Regions from separate parts of the Triticum aestivum genome. Here region 1 is linked to region 2. Evidence: chromatin contacts called from public Hi-C data. All regions are on one chromosome and are shown on one strand. Each heading gives the region's core, a stretch centred on a gene start, on an enhancer-like site or on the middle of the called end of the contact. The rest is flanking DNA. Distances are from core to core; before and after follow the strand shown. Region 1 holds the start of LOC123085684 (protein SUPPRESSOR OF QUENCHING 1, chloroplastic). Region 2 holds the start of LOC123081893 (calcium-binding protein CP1).

Region 1 (6,109 bases), core at 281-2,780, 720 kb before region 2:
GAAGTGCTTCGTGCCACACGCGTGGCACTTATCATTTGGGAACATTTATGCTTATAGCTAGACATAACATACTCCTATGACTACGCTGATGCAACAGTACCTTTTTAGTTCATTAAATGATTATACAGGCACTGACAGAATCTTATTGTTTTAAAACTAGTAGAAAAACAATTTGCAAGGGATTATGGTTACTGCCAAATAAGCATATAACAAATTAGTGAAAAGCTGATAAATCACTTCCACATTGGAAACAAAAAAAACTGATAACAATTCCTTTATTACACGACTCAGATCATGCAAAAAAGTAACGAGAGAAGAGAAGGTACGTGATTAAATGTTTGATACTCCCTCCGTCCAGGTGTGTTGGGTGCCTAAGAGAATCTAGAATTCCCAAGAGTGAAAGGCACAATCTAATATCATGTGCTCCAATGCAGGGATAGGTAAAACATTTATGCTTATAGCTAGAGATAACATACTCTCATGAGTATTCTGATGCGACAGTACTTTTTTGGTTCAGTAAATGGCTATCTGGCAGTGACAGAATGTTATTGTTTTAAAACTAGAAAACTAATTTGTGAGGGATTATGGTTACTGTCAAACAAGCATATAATCAATTAGTGGTCAATGAAATTACCAAGGAATCACAATGATCCATGGTCTGAGCATACAGACTGCCAACTTACACAAATTAGAAAACTTAAGAAGCACAGAACTTGGTTCGAGCATACTGTTCAATTACTCTGCGAAGTGGTGTACAATGTACTATCAAGCCAACTAGTACAGATACACAGGAAAAAACAATACTGTAGGTCATTAGGTCATAGTTTTAAAAGCAATATTTTTAGGTCATAATGTGCATACAATATTTGTAGTTCAGATTACACGCAACCTAATAACGTAGGGGGCGCAGAAATTTAAGGTATACGAGCATATAGGATGGGATGGTCGTTAGAAATCGCGCGAACTGCATTTCCGATCTGACAGTACTAGTAGCACAGAGAGATAAGTCACCTGTGCCCGTGAAGGGGATGAAGTCATCCACGGTGACGTCGACGCCCATCTCGGCGAAGACGTCCACGGCGGCGCGACGCGACGGCTCCTCGCTGTTGCAGAGCACGCCGTCCATGTCGAACAGCACGGCCGAGACCTTCCCCCATGCCCCCGGCACCGCCTCGGTCTCCGACGAGGAAGGCGCTGGGGCGGAGGCGGAGGCGGCGACGACGGGACGTCGCCCCCGGCGAGGGAGTTGCGGGGTGGCGGCGGCGGTGGCCCGAGATAGGGCTTTCGGTAGAAGTAGAGGGCGGAGCGGTGGCGCCGGGGAGGGGAGCGGGTAGTGCCGAGAGGTGAGGAGGCTGTGGAAGCTTCTAGAAGGCACGATTTGCCGCGCCATGGTAGCCGTCGGGGACCGCGAGCTCGGGAGTAGTGGGAGGCAGGGACGGTTTATGTGGCGGGGCGGCCACGGCGAACGAGCGGGTGGATATCTGGCCCTAAACGTGGTCGTCCTTTGCTGCGGTCTCTGCTTGGCCGGTGCGACCTTATCTTGGCATGATCCACACAAAATGGAAGAGGGAAAATGAGGCGGGAGAAACCAAAACAAGGGTAGCAAACCCCAGTGGGAGGAATTTGTGAGGCAGATGAGATCTCTTTACCAAAAAAAATTCACCCCGCTTTGTAAATAAAACAAACCACCAAGACCACAAAGTACCATATAAGTCCACACACGCACACACTCAGGTCGCACGACAAATAGTACAGAAGGTGCAGCTAAGGGCACAGCTCAACAAGCTCTAAAAGAACAAAGAAAAAAGGTGGCAAGGCCACAAAGATGCTAATCCGGCTCAGGTGATGGCCGAGGAAGCAGTGGCGCCAAGCGAAGAGCCATCGCACAAAGATTAGCAATGATGATGTTGATGACGTCTCGGTCTTGGAGGCGGCTAAGCAGCCGCCAAAGCTGCAAATAGCCACACATTTTAAACACTGCGTCGGTAGCACGTCGAAAAGGAACACGCTGGATCACTAGCTTATTCCGAACCGTCCAAAGCATCCAAGCAAGGACCCCAATCTTCAGCCACCTAATGTGGCGACTCGCTGGGGGCGAGGCCTGGATCTCGGCAAAGAGGTCGAGGAAGTTGGTGTTACACCAACGACCACCGACCACCTCGCGCAGGCAACTCCAGAGAAACCGGGCGGAGACGCATGAGAAGAAAATGTGATTTGAGTATTCTTCGGTCCCATAAAGAGGACACATCCCATCTCCCCGGCCATTTCATTTTAACACCTCAACGCCGGAGGGGACACGCCCACGGATCCATTGCCACAAAAAGATTCTGATCTTCAGAGGGAGTCTGGTCGACCGGATCGTCTCCGGGGGCTCCGACCGAGAGGTGGCAGCAATGACCCGGTATAGAGACTTCGTGGAGAATCTGCTCGAGGGCTCTAGGTGCCAGGATAGGCGATCGTGCGCCGTCTCCAGGTCCAGCTCGTGGAGCGCAACGCCGTCCATGAGCTCGTGCCAGGCAGATAGTTCCGAGGGCCCAAAGGGCGCTGGAACGCGAGACGCCCTAAGTCAATAAGGGTCGTCTCAACTGAGACCTGAGGGTCGACCGCGATGGATAATAGGTCCGAGAACCGGGCCGCGAAGGGGGAATCGCCAGCCCACCTATCGAACCAGAATAAGGTGGTCGTTCCAGATCCCACCGAAATGGAGGTCCTGATGCGGAGAACAGGCAGCAGTTGGATGACGGACTGCCAGAACTGGGAGCCCCCAAACCGCTCACAGAGGGGCCGGCCACACAGTTTTTATTCTGGATAATGTGGAGCCACAAGCCGCCGTCCCCATTGGCGATACGCTAGAGCCAGCGCGTTAGGAGCACAATGTTCATCCGTTTTGGAGGACATGGTGCCGAGGCCGCCCTGGTCCCGCTGCTTGCAGATTTTGGTCCATCGCACCATGTGGTATTTCTGCTTATCACCATCGCCGACCCAGAAGAAGCGAGCCTGGATCGTGCCGATCTCATGTTAAAGTGTCTCGGGCAGGCTGTAGAAGCTCATGATGTATAGGAGGAGGCCGGATAGGGAGGAGTTAATGAGGATCGTCCGACCTGCCTTAGACAACCATCGTCCCTACCATGGCTCAACACGGTGATGGAGTTTGAGAACCGAAGGCCTCGAGTCAGCGACGGAGAGCCGAGAGTCACTAATGGGAATCCCCAACTAGGTAGTGGGGAAGGAGTCAACCTGATAATTAAGTCGATTGGCAATATAGTCCGACTCTCAGTGGGGGAATGGCCCATTACCATCACCTCGCTCTTATCAAAATTAATCTTGAGGCCAGAGATCTCCTAGAAGCAGAGCAGGAGAAAATTGACATTCATGATATCCTCCATGGTGCCCTCGGCCATAATGATGGTGTCATCGGCGTGCTGGAGAAGGGAAACGCCATTTCCACCCACCAGGTGTGGAACTAGACCTCGAATGTGTCATGTGTCCCTCGCCATGTTGAGGATGGTAGCCAAAGCATCAACGACCATGTTGAAGAGGAACGGAGAGAAAGGGTCACCCTGTCTAACCCCACATAGGGTGGGGAAGTAAGGACCAATCTCGCCGTTGATGTTGACCACGGTCTGACCGGAGGAGACCATTCGCATGACCCGGGTAACCCAGCGGTCATCAAACCCCTTCTGAAGCAGGACTTCCCAAAGGAATGTCCATCTAACCGTGTCATAGGCTTCGTGGAAGTCGATTTTCGGGAAGACGAACTTCTGGTGTTTGGTACGGACCTCATGACGTACTTCATGAAAGACTAGGACCGCATCCAGGATATACATGCCTGCGGACGTATCCCAAGGCCCCTCATATATCGTGCTCGACATCCACATATCTCAAATCTGAACTCTCAAATCAATGCACGTCGATCATACATGCAAATGTTGCACGTAAATAACAAATGTTGGTACCAAAAACACATAGTGTGTACATAAAATTTATTTTAAGTGCACAACTCAAACATCAGCTCTTTGGTTTTCATTATGGGTCCACATATGCTCCACAAGATCACTGAGTAGCTGCCCGTGCACATGATGATCTCAAAGATTCTGAGTCACCTGCGGGAAGTTCATAAGTTGGGCTGCATTTTGATCTTCCGGGATTTGAACTTGTTCTCCAGGCGTTTCAAAATCATTGATTTGAGCAACACCATCACCCTCATTCTCGACAATCATATTGTGCAAGATAACACAACATGTCATGTGCTGCCGCAAAGTTTTTGATTTCCACATCATTGCAACTCCACGAACAATTCCCCAACGAGCTTGAAGTACTCTAAATGCCCTCTCCACACCCTTCCTAGTTGTTTCTTGCATTATTGCAAATTGTCTTTCTTTGTTACCGTGTGGTTCGGATATGGCCTTCACAAACGTCGTCCACTGAGGATAGATGCCATTTGCAAGATAGTAACCCATGTACAGTGTATTTGCACGGCGGTGATTCCCCATTATAAAGCCTCTTGAACAAGGGAGATCGTTCAAGCACGTTGATGTCATTATGAGAACCCGACATTCCAAAAAAAGCATGTCAAATCCATAAGTCATGGGATGCCACTTCTTCTAGTATGATGGTGGCCTCTTTGGTGTGACCTTGATACGTTCTCCGCAAACCTTTGGGGCAGTTCTTCCATTAGTAATGCATGCAATCAATTAATCCAAGCATTCCTGGAAACTCTCTGGCCTCTCCAATAGCAACCAACTTTTCTGTGTCCTGCACATTTGGTTCTCTCAGATACTCTGCTCCAAACAACTGCACGACGACGCGGGCAAACTTGACAGTAGTCTTCAAGCATGTGCTCTCCCCCATCCTAACCATCTTACCAACAACATCTGCGACAATACCAAGTGCAAGCATCCTTAGAGCAGTGATAATCCCCAAGTGCAAGGAATCATCATAGCAATTTCCAAAGGTGGAAGTGATAAGTATGGAGTGTCGAACCCACAAGGAGCTAAAAGTAAGATCAATATTCTCTCAAGTCCTATCTGCCACTGATACGACTCTAGTACACCGAACGTTTACTTCCATCTAGAAACGAGAAGTAAAACTACATTGTGGTTATGAAGAGGATAACTTTGCATGATATCAGAGAACTAAAATATAAAATAGGTGTTGTTAACATAAAGTTAGAATATATTATAAATAGCGAGTGTGGAACGATGATGGATCGGTGTGCGGAATTATCCTAGGCATTTATTAACAAGATCGGTGGTCGTCATTGCAATTTTATATGAGGGAGAGGCATAAGCTAACATACTTTCTCTCCTTTGATCATATGCACTTATGATTGGAACTCCAGCAAGCATCCGCAACTACTAAAGATCATTAAGGTAAAACCTAGCATTAAAGTATCAAGTCCCCTTTTTCCCATACGCAGCAACCCCCTTACTCGGTTTTATGCTTTTGTCACTCAAGCAACCCACTATAAGAAAATCATGAACATATTGCAACACCCTACAACGGGAATCCTTCACGTGTGCGAGGCACGTAAGGCACCACAGGACAGCACAAAAAACATACAACTCAAACCAATCTAGATCATCAATCTGTTGGGGAATGTAGTATTTCAAAAAAAATCCTACGATCACGCAAGATCTATCTAGGAGATGCATAGCAACGAGACGGGAGAGTGTGTCCACGTACCCTCGTAGACCGAAAGTAGAAGCGTTTAGTAATGCGGTTGATGCAGTCGAACGTCTTCATGATCCAACCGATCCAAGTACCAAACGTACGGCACCTCTGTGTTCTGCACACGTTCAGCACGGTGACGTCCCTCGAGCTCTTGATCCGGTTGAGGACGAGGGAGAGTTCCATCAGCACGACGGCGTGGCGATGGTGATGATCAAGTTACCGGCGTAGGGCTTCGCCTAAGCACTACGACGATATGACCGAGGTGGTAAACTGTGGAGGGGGGCACCACACACGGCTAAGAGATGTCTGTTGTGCCTTTGGGGTGCCCCCCCCCCCCCCGTCTACATATATAAAGGGAGGAGGAGGTGGTGGCTGGCCTAAGGGGGGCGCCATAAGGGGGGTCCTACTTGGACTCCTAGTCCAAGTAGGATTGCCC
Region 2 (6,627 bases), core at 2,413-4,912:
GGTCCACCCACATATCAAATTCTCAAGTAATGAACGTGAATCAAACAAACATGATGAACGTGACTAGATGAAATTCCCATGTGTCCTCAAGACCATTTTTCTTATTATAAGAGACTGTTCCGACCTGTCCTTCGCTACAAAAAGGATTGGGCCACCTTGATGCACCTTTGTTATAATTGCTACTTGTTGCTCGTTACATATTACTTTGCTATCAAACTATCTGTTACCAATAATTTCAGTGCTTGCAGACAATACCTTGCTGAAAACCACTTGTCATTTCCTTCGGCTTCTCGCTGGGTTCACCACTCTTACTTATCGAAAGGACTACGATTGATCCCCTATACTTGTGGGTCATCAAGACTCTTTTATGGCGTCGTTGCCCACACCAACGCCTATAGAAACGTTAGTAGTATAAAGCTTAGCATCTTTTTTGCTCATTCTACCATCTATTTAAAGTTAGGTTAATTATGATGAGATAGCTAGCCACTTTTGTGCAGGATATCATAGGATAAGAAAATCAAACAAAATTATGTGCTTTAGAGTATACAAAATTAGTACCATTTAGATTGTGAGAATTAGGCTTGATTTTGATTGATAATTCATCTATATTCTGTTGCTCATGTGTGCTATTGTTCACGACTAAGGGTGAGAGGATGCAACATATAGTACTCAAAATATTATGTATAAAGAAATCGTCCTTGCAATGTAATGCCAAAGATTCTATCCTTTTACTAGAGTATTTCCATTCAACTTTTGTTGATTTGTTAACTAAAATTTGTATGCATCACAGATTACATTGTTGGTTTTCTGGCTGGGCTGCCAACACCGAGGCTAAAAGAGTGTACCTTTGTATAAATGTTAGTTCTTTCTATTTTCCAATTCAGCTTTTTTACTGGTTTTCCATCCTCTGTTACCAATTTCCATCTATTATTGTTGGATGGGGTATTATCTGTAAAAATATGATCTTTGAAATGTATACAAGAGCAATTCTCCTTTGGTGTTATCTGTAAAATTATGATCTTTGAAATGTATAAAAGAGCAATTTTCCTTTAGTTCAAAGAAAGCTTTATTTTGTACAAGTTTTGGTTGCACGAGACAGTTTTCAAACTTTGACTATCTTGGTAGGAACAACTTTGCCTGGAATATTTAAAATATGTACCTAAGTGTTTGCTTTTGAATAAAGGTGGGTTTTATTTACTTAAAATGAAGCATCAAGTGGATACAAACCCAATAAGCACATACCCAGCCTCTGCGTAGGTAGGATGCACACACACACACACACACACAAAATACCGGCAAATAACAAAGTAATATAACACCAAAGTTATGCCTAAGCGAGAGAAAAAAAGGAACTGATCAAATCTGCAGTCGGCAAACAACAGGAATGACCACATTCACACCAATCATCTTTTTGAGTTAAATCGAAACTTTATTTATTAGAAATAATCAGTACATCGTTTGTGATGATCATTACAATTTCATTGATAGGCTCCTCAACCCAATCCGAAGTCAAAGAAAATCTAGCTAATCTAGCAAGTTCATGAGCAACTTTGTTTCCCTCTCTATTACCGTGTTCGAGTCTAGTCACCACAAAATCACATGCATAGTGAAAACAATCATCAAAAATTGCCGCCGCCGCACCCGCTGATTGTCCTCCGTCTTGCATGGTCTCAATCACCTCCAAAGGCAAGAATGTAGGTTTTCACCCTGAAGAACTGGTATGAGCATATCCGAGTAATGCCTTCAACAAGGTAACAATGTAAAAAAGATAGCCATTGCTAGGTATAACCAACTCGGGCCAAGCCTGGATTTTCACCACAGAGCTCGATACCGAGTACTCTAGAAGCACCACTATCGAAGTCAACCGTGTGTTGTTGCCACCACTTTTCCGTGATCCTAAGAGTTGCATGCGTTGGGCTAGAACATTGATCGCCAGTCTGCACAATCATATCTCAAGTCGTCGTCCACGGAATGCATTTCACTGCCGAGGCAACCACCGGATATGGAAAGAGAACCCCTGCAAAGACCTTTTGGTGGGACCACAATTCGCGGCACGACCGCTACCGCAGTGGTCACCACACCGACCAACATCGAGATGGAGCACATCACCACGTCTACCATCTCACCGGATATAGCCCTGCCCAGACCCGTCGTCCATGGAGCCGACATAACCGGATCGTGAGCAAGGTAGATCAGTCAGTGGAGCTGTCGCCCGCCTAGCCGCCACATCCATGTCGGATCCATCCGGGGCCTCCCCATGGCGGCGACGAGTGCGAGAAGCCGTCAAAAGGTCAGCACTCGCCGACCGAAAAGAAGATGGCGACTCCGGGACCTTGGATCCGAGGCACCAAGGTGAGGCAGTGCATGTTCTCACCACCATTGTGCGTCGCGGGGCTTTGCTAGACGACTTTCGATGATGACGGCGAAGGAGGGAGTAGCGGAGGCGACTCCAGAGTGGCTAAGTGTTTGTAACCATGGGTGAACTGATTTTTAGTAGCTTTCGATATTTATCTGAGTTAAATTGGTTGCTTACCCATTGTCTTCTTTTCTTATATAAAAAATAAAGCAGCCACGCACACCGGCGCTCTGCATGCTAGTGACATACTCTCTCTATTTCTAAATGTAGTGCACCCGCATTTTTTGAAATCTAAGTTTGAAAATACGAATTAAGTGCTATAATTTTTGCTACCGCCACAGTTGGTCTTGTTGACTAAATTTATGATCAAATTTAGATCTCGAAAAACATGGACGCACTACATTTAGAATGAAGGAGTATTATGACCTGCAGGGGAGTAGAGCACTTGTTTAAGTTTCCAAGGATACACGCATAGTATCTTTCATGTTTCTCAAAGATTTTCGATTTTTTATGGGTAACAGTACGATACATTCAAAACTCACGGTTAACGAGAACCACTCACAACAATCAATCTCACGCCAGCCTGCTCTCCCCACCAACCAAATTTTAGGGGGAAAAAGTCCCAAAAAATCAAGTCTAGTGCTTTACAGTAGGATTATTTTAGATTCTTCAGACGATGGCATCAAAGTCCACGGCGAGTATTCTGGCGAGCGCCTCGAGCCCCACGCCGCTGTCGCCGTCACCAGCCATACTTATCATGGCGCGGATCTCGTCGTCGGCGACCGGCATCCCGGCCCACCCGAGGTAGGCCTTGAGGTCCTCGAACCCGACCTTGCCGTCCCCGTCGCGGTCCATTAGCCGGAAGGCGTCCTCCATCGCCGAGCGGCAGCCGCTGTCCGCCCCCGCCTTAGCTGCGCGGCCAAGGAGGCCCTCGAACTCGTGGTACTGCACGAAGCCGTCGAGGTCGGCGTCGGCGGCGGTGATCATGGCCTCGATGTCGTCGTCGTCGAAGCGCTCGTCGGTGGCGCCCGCGTTGGCGTAGAAGGTCTTGAGGTCGTCGCGGCTGATGCGGCCGTCGTGGTCCGCGTCCAGCACGTCGAACGCCGGCCGCAGGTCCCCCGCGCCGGCGCCGGCGGGGAGGTCAAGGCCCGCGTACCTGCCGCCGGGACACATGCTTACTTCGGCGCTGCGGGGAGGGAAATGTGGAGCCTCGCGACAGCCGCAGAGCTAGATTGGAAGCGCGATCTCTGTTTGTTTGTTTTTTCGGGAGGCAGAGAGGGCTGGGAGGCTATTTGGGTTTGGCGAGGAGAGGAGGCCCGTATTTATAGGCGGCGGAATAGAATTCTCCAGCTGGCCAGGAGGGCTATTCGTGGACCTCGTCTACGGCCTGCTGTATATCTGTATCTCACGTTTTGATCTTGCAGATTCCCACCGGGACACGGGTGTTTCGTGGAGGTGGTGCACTGGGTTTTCTCGCGATTTCTGTGTCAACGCGGGTGATATGAGTATTTAATTGGTTTGATTTACGATTTGAGGTGAGAGAAAGCTTGGAGGGCAAGGAGCCGAGCGTGGGGCCACAGGTTTTCGGCGCTTGGTTGGACCGGTCCAATCGGGAAGACGTGTAGGCTGACATCACCGGTCGGTCGCCGGTACGAGCTCTGGCCGTCGCTTTCGGTGTGAGATCCTTCGTGGCGTCAGAATTTTTTGTGGCTGAGTTTGTAGTATCTTTCGCAAGGAAAGCTGCTTGTGCAACACCACGCGCGTGACTGTTCGATCCACCTTACGTTCCTGAGCGCGTGTGGAAGGAAGGAAGGAAGGAAGGCTGTGTAGCTAACACCACGCGCATGTCGTTTTTGAAGAGCGTCTTCGGTCTTAAAAAAAAAAGAGTTAAAAGCATTGGGGGTCCTAGAACTTGCTCACAATATGATGGTTTGGTCCTATAACTTGCAAAATGACCTTACCCAGTCCCACAACTTGCACCCAACGTGCAACTTTGGTCCTAGACCAATCACAGAGAGACAAGTGGACTCGTCGGGCCCGAGCCGGTCAGAGCGCGTTTTTGCAAAGAGCCTCCTGCCTTTCATTAGAATCAACCCGCTGTGCTGAGTGAACTGAAAACACAGCTGAGATTTTATTCAGTTGCTCGATCGATTGCGGTGTTGCCGCTGCAGGTGACGTGGTGATCAATGCGTGGTTCAGCATCCGGAGGTCCCCATAACCGCCGTAATCATCCGCAACTCAATTTACTCCCAGAAATAATCGCTTGCTGTTGAGTGATTTACGTGTACTGTAGCCATTCTCCCATTCGCAATCTCTCTTCAGCAGTGGCGTAGCTAGGGGGTGGCCAGGGTGGTCCATGGACCACCCTGGAATTTCCCCATAGTGTATTAAAAATATATTTCTTTGAAAATAAATAAACTTATGTAAATATTTCTATTGGTGGACCACCCTGACTTATTGGGCTGGCTACGCCACTGCTCTTCAGTGTGTCATATTTGTTGCTAAAGAGTTGGTTAGTGTTATTTGCTGATGCTTCAGAGTATGCATGTGTCAGAAATCAAGCTTGCTTCACACATTGATCCTGGCAGTGCTCCCCCTTCAGGAAATAATCAGTAAACTGGAACTGCCAGAGTGCTATTTGCAGGTCAACCTATATTACAAAGTAAATATTGTTCAAGACTAATGAGGTTTAGTATTTTCTCACTGTTACTTTATAGAATGATATGACATCATTTTTCTCATCAGTGTTTGAAATACTTTAAATACAAAAGAAGTTTTTTCTCATCAGCGTCAGAAATCTCTGTTTGAATATTTTAAATACGAAGCAAGTTTCATAGCACTTTGCAATATAATGAACCTCTTGCACCAAGTGTATGGAATCCTCATGGCTATTCAAGCACATCGGTGCGTGTTCTAATGTTATAAAAGCAGATTAACTAGAGCCTGGATATACTGAGCAGAGTGGATTTCTGTTATATTATTCTAGTACTTCTGTATCCATGTATCACCTAATTGGATGAAGAACAGATAAACTGTTCCCTGTCGCTAAACATTTGTGGATTAAGCCAAGGAAGTACGGCGGTGAAATATGCATCTAATCATTTCTGGTTTCAAGACAGTACTTACTGAGAATTTGATTTCCATTCTGTCTCCACAGGTGCTCTAGCCATAGCAAGTGTTCTGCTCAACCCCCAGACTTTAGGTGGATGTACTGTTTTCAGTGGTTCGGTTCCTCTAAGCAAATCATTTGCTGACAGGGTGACGCCTGAAGCCAGAAAGGTAACAACGACCCACCAAATCATGGTTAAGCCAATTATATTTCGTAGTTGAATCCTCTTGCAAATGTCTTGTCTCTGGATTCTTGCAAACCTGCAGACGCCGGTTTTATGGTTCCATGGGATGGCAGATGTGGTGGTACTATTCGAAGTCGGGCATGCTGGCTACGCGTTTCTCCAAGAGCTTGGCATGGCCTGTGAATCCAAGAGCTGGGCACGCTGGCTGCGCGTTTCTGCAAGACCATCATGATCGTCGTCGGCGAACCACGAAGATCTACACTAGCTAGAGTACTTCACAAACTTATGGGCACCGTTGCTAGGTGGCGCATTGCTAGTACATATGTGACCTGAATCTCAGTTTATCTTGCCACACGAGTGCTTTGGAACATGATCCTGTGAATTTTTTTATGATATCCAACGAAAGGATTATGATACTGTTACAGTTAACCAGTTCTCTGCCATCTAAATTCGTGTGCCTGATGACTTGCTCTGTTATTTGTTGATGCTTCGATTAACTGTCACATGAATCTGACATGGGCAGTGGCTCATCAATGATGTTCTCTGCCGTCTAAATTCGTGTGCTTGATGACTTGCTCTGTTGGTAGTGCTATCTGAATGCTCCTCCGGCTCCCAGCCCCCGGCATCATTCGACGAGGAGGAGGCGCCCGCCACCGGCGGCAGGCCGAGCTCGTCGTCCGAGGCCTCAGCAGGAAGCCGAGCTCAGGCTGTGGCGCATATCTCCTCCAGTCACCGCATGACGGAGGCCACCGATCTGTGATCCAACAACGTTCAAGAGTGAAAACTCCATACGTTCATGGCAACATGAGACATGCGGGTAAAATTGAGCAGTGAGAAGCCTGGGGCTAGCCAGGCCGACTGTTGCGCAACGCTGCCATTCCATTCCAGCCTAGCTTTGGTTTTCTTGCCTGCCTGCCTGACTGCACAGCACAGCGGGTTGATTCTAATGAAAGGCAGGGGGCTCTTTGCAAAAACGCG

The links. A called contact is a pair of places that touch in the nucleus more often than the background predicts.
Region 1: a Hi-C map of leaf shows a contact between it and region 2, with 8 times the contacts expected there. The contact joins the promoter of LOC123085684 here to the promoter of LOC123081893 in region 2. A contact is called at or near these places in 2 of 5 Hi-C or Micro-C datasets (both in leaf).

What each region holds. Positions count from the first base shown.
Region 1 is chr4A:154,200,600-154,206,708 of IWGSC CS RefSeq v2.1, reverse strand. LOC123085684 (protein SUPPRESSOR OF QUENCHING 1, chloroplastic) reads right to left here and starts at 1,530. Exons shown (of 27, transcript XM_044507364.1): 1 at 1,012-1,530. The coding sequence starts at 1,390.
Region 2 is chr4A:153,485,982-153,492,608 of IWGSC CS RefSeq v2.1, reverse strand. LOC123081893 (calcium-binding protein CP1) reads right to left here and starts at 3,662. Exons shown (of 1, transcript XM_044504405.1): 1 at 2,805-3,662. The coding sequence starts at 3,529. The coding sequence ends at 3,026.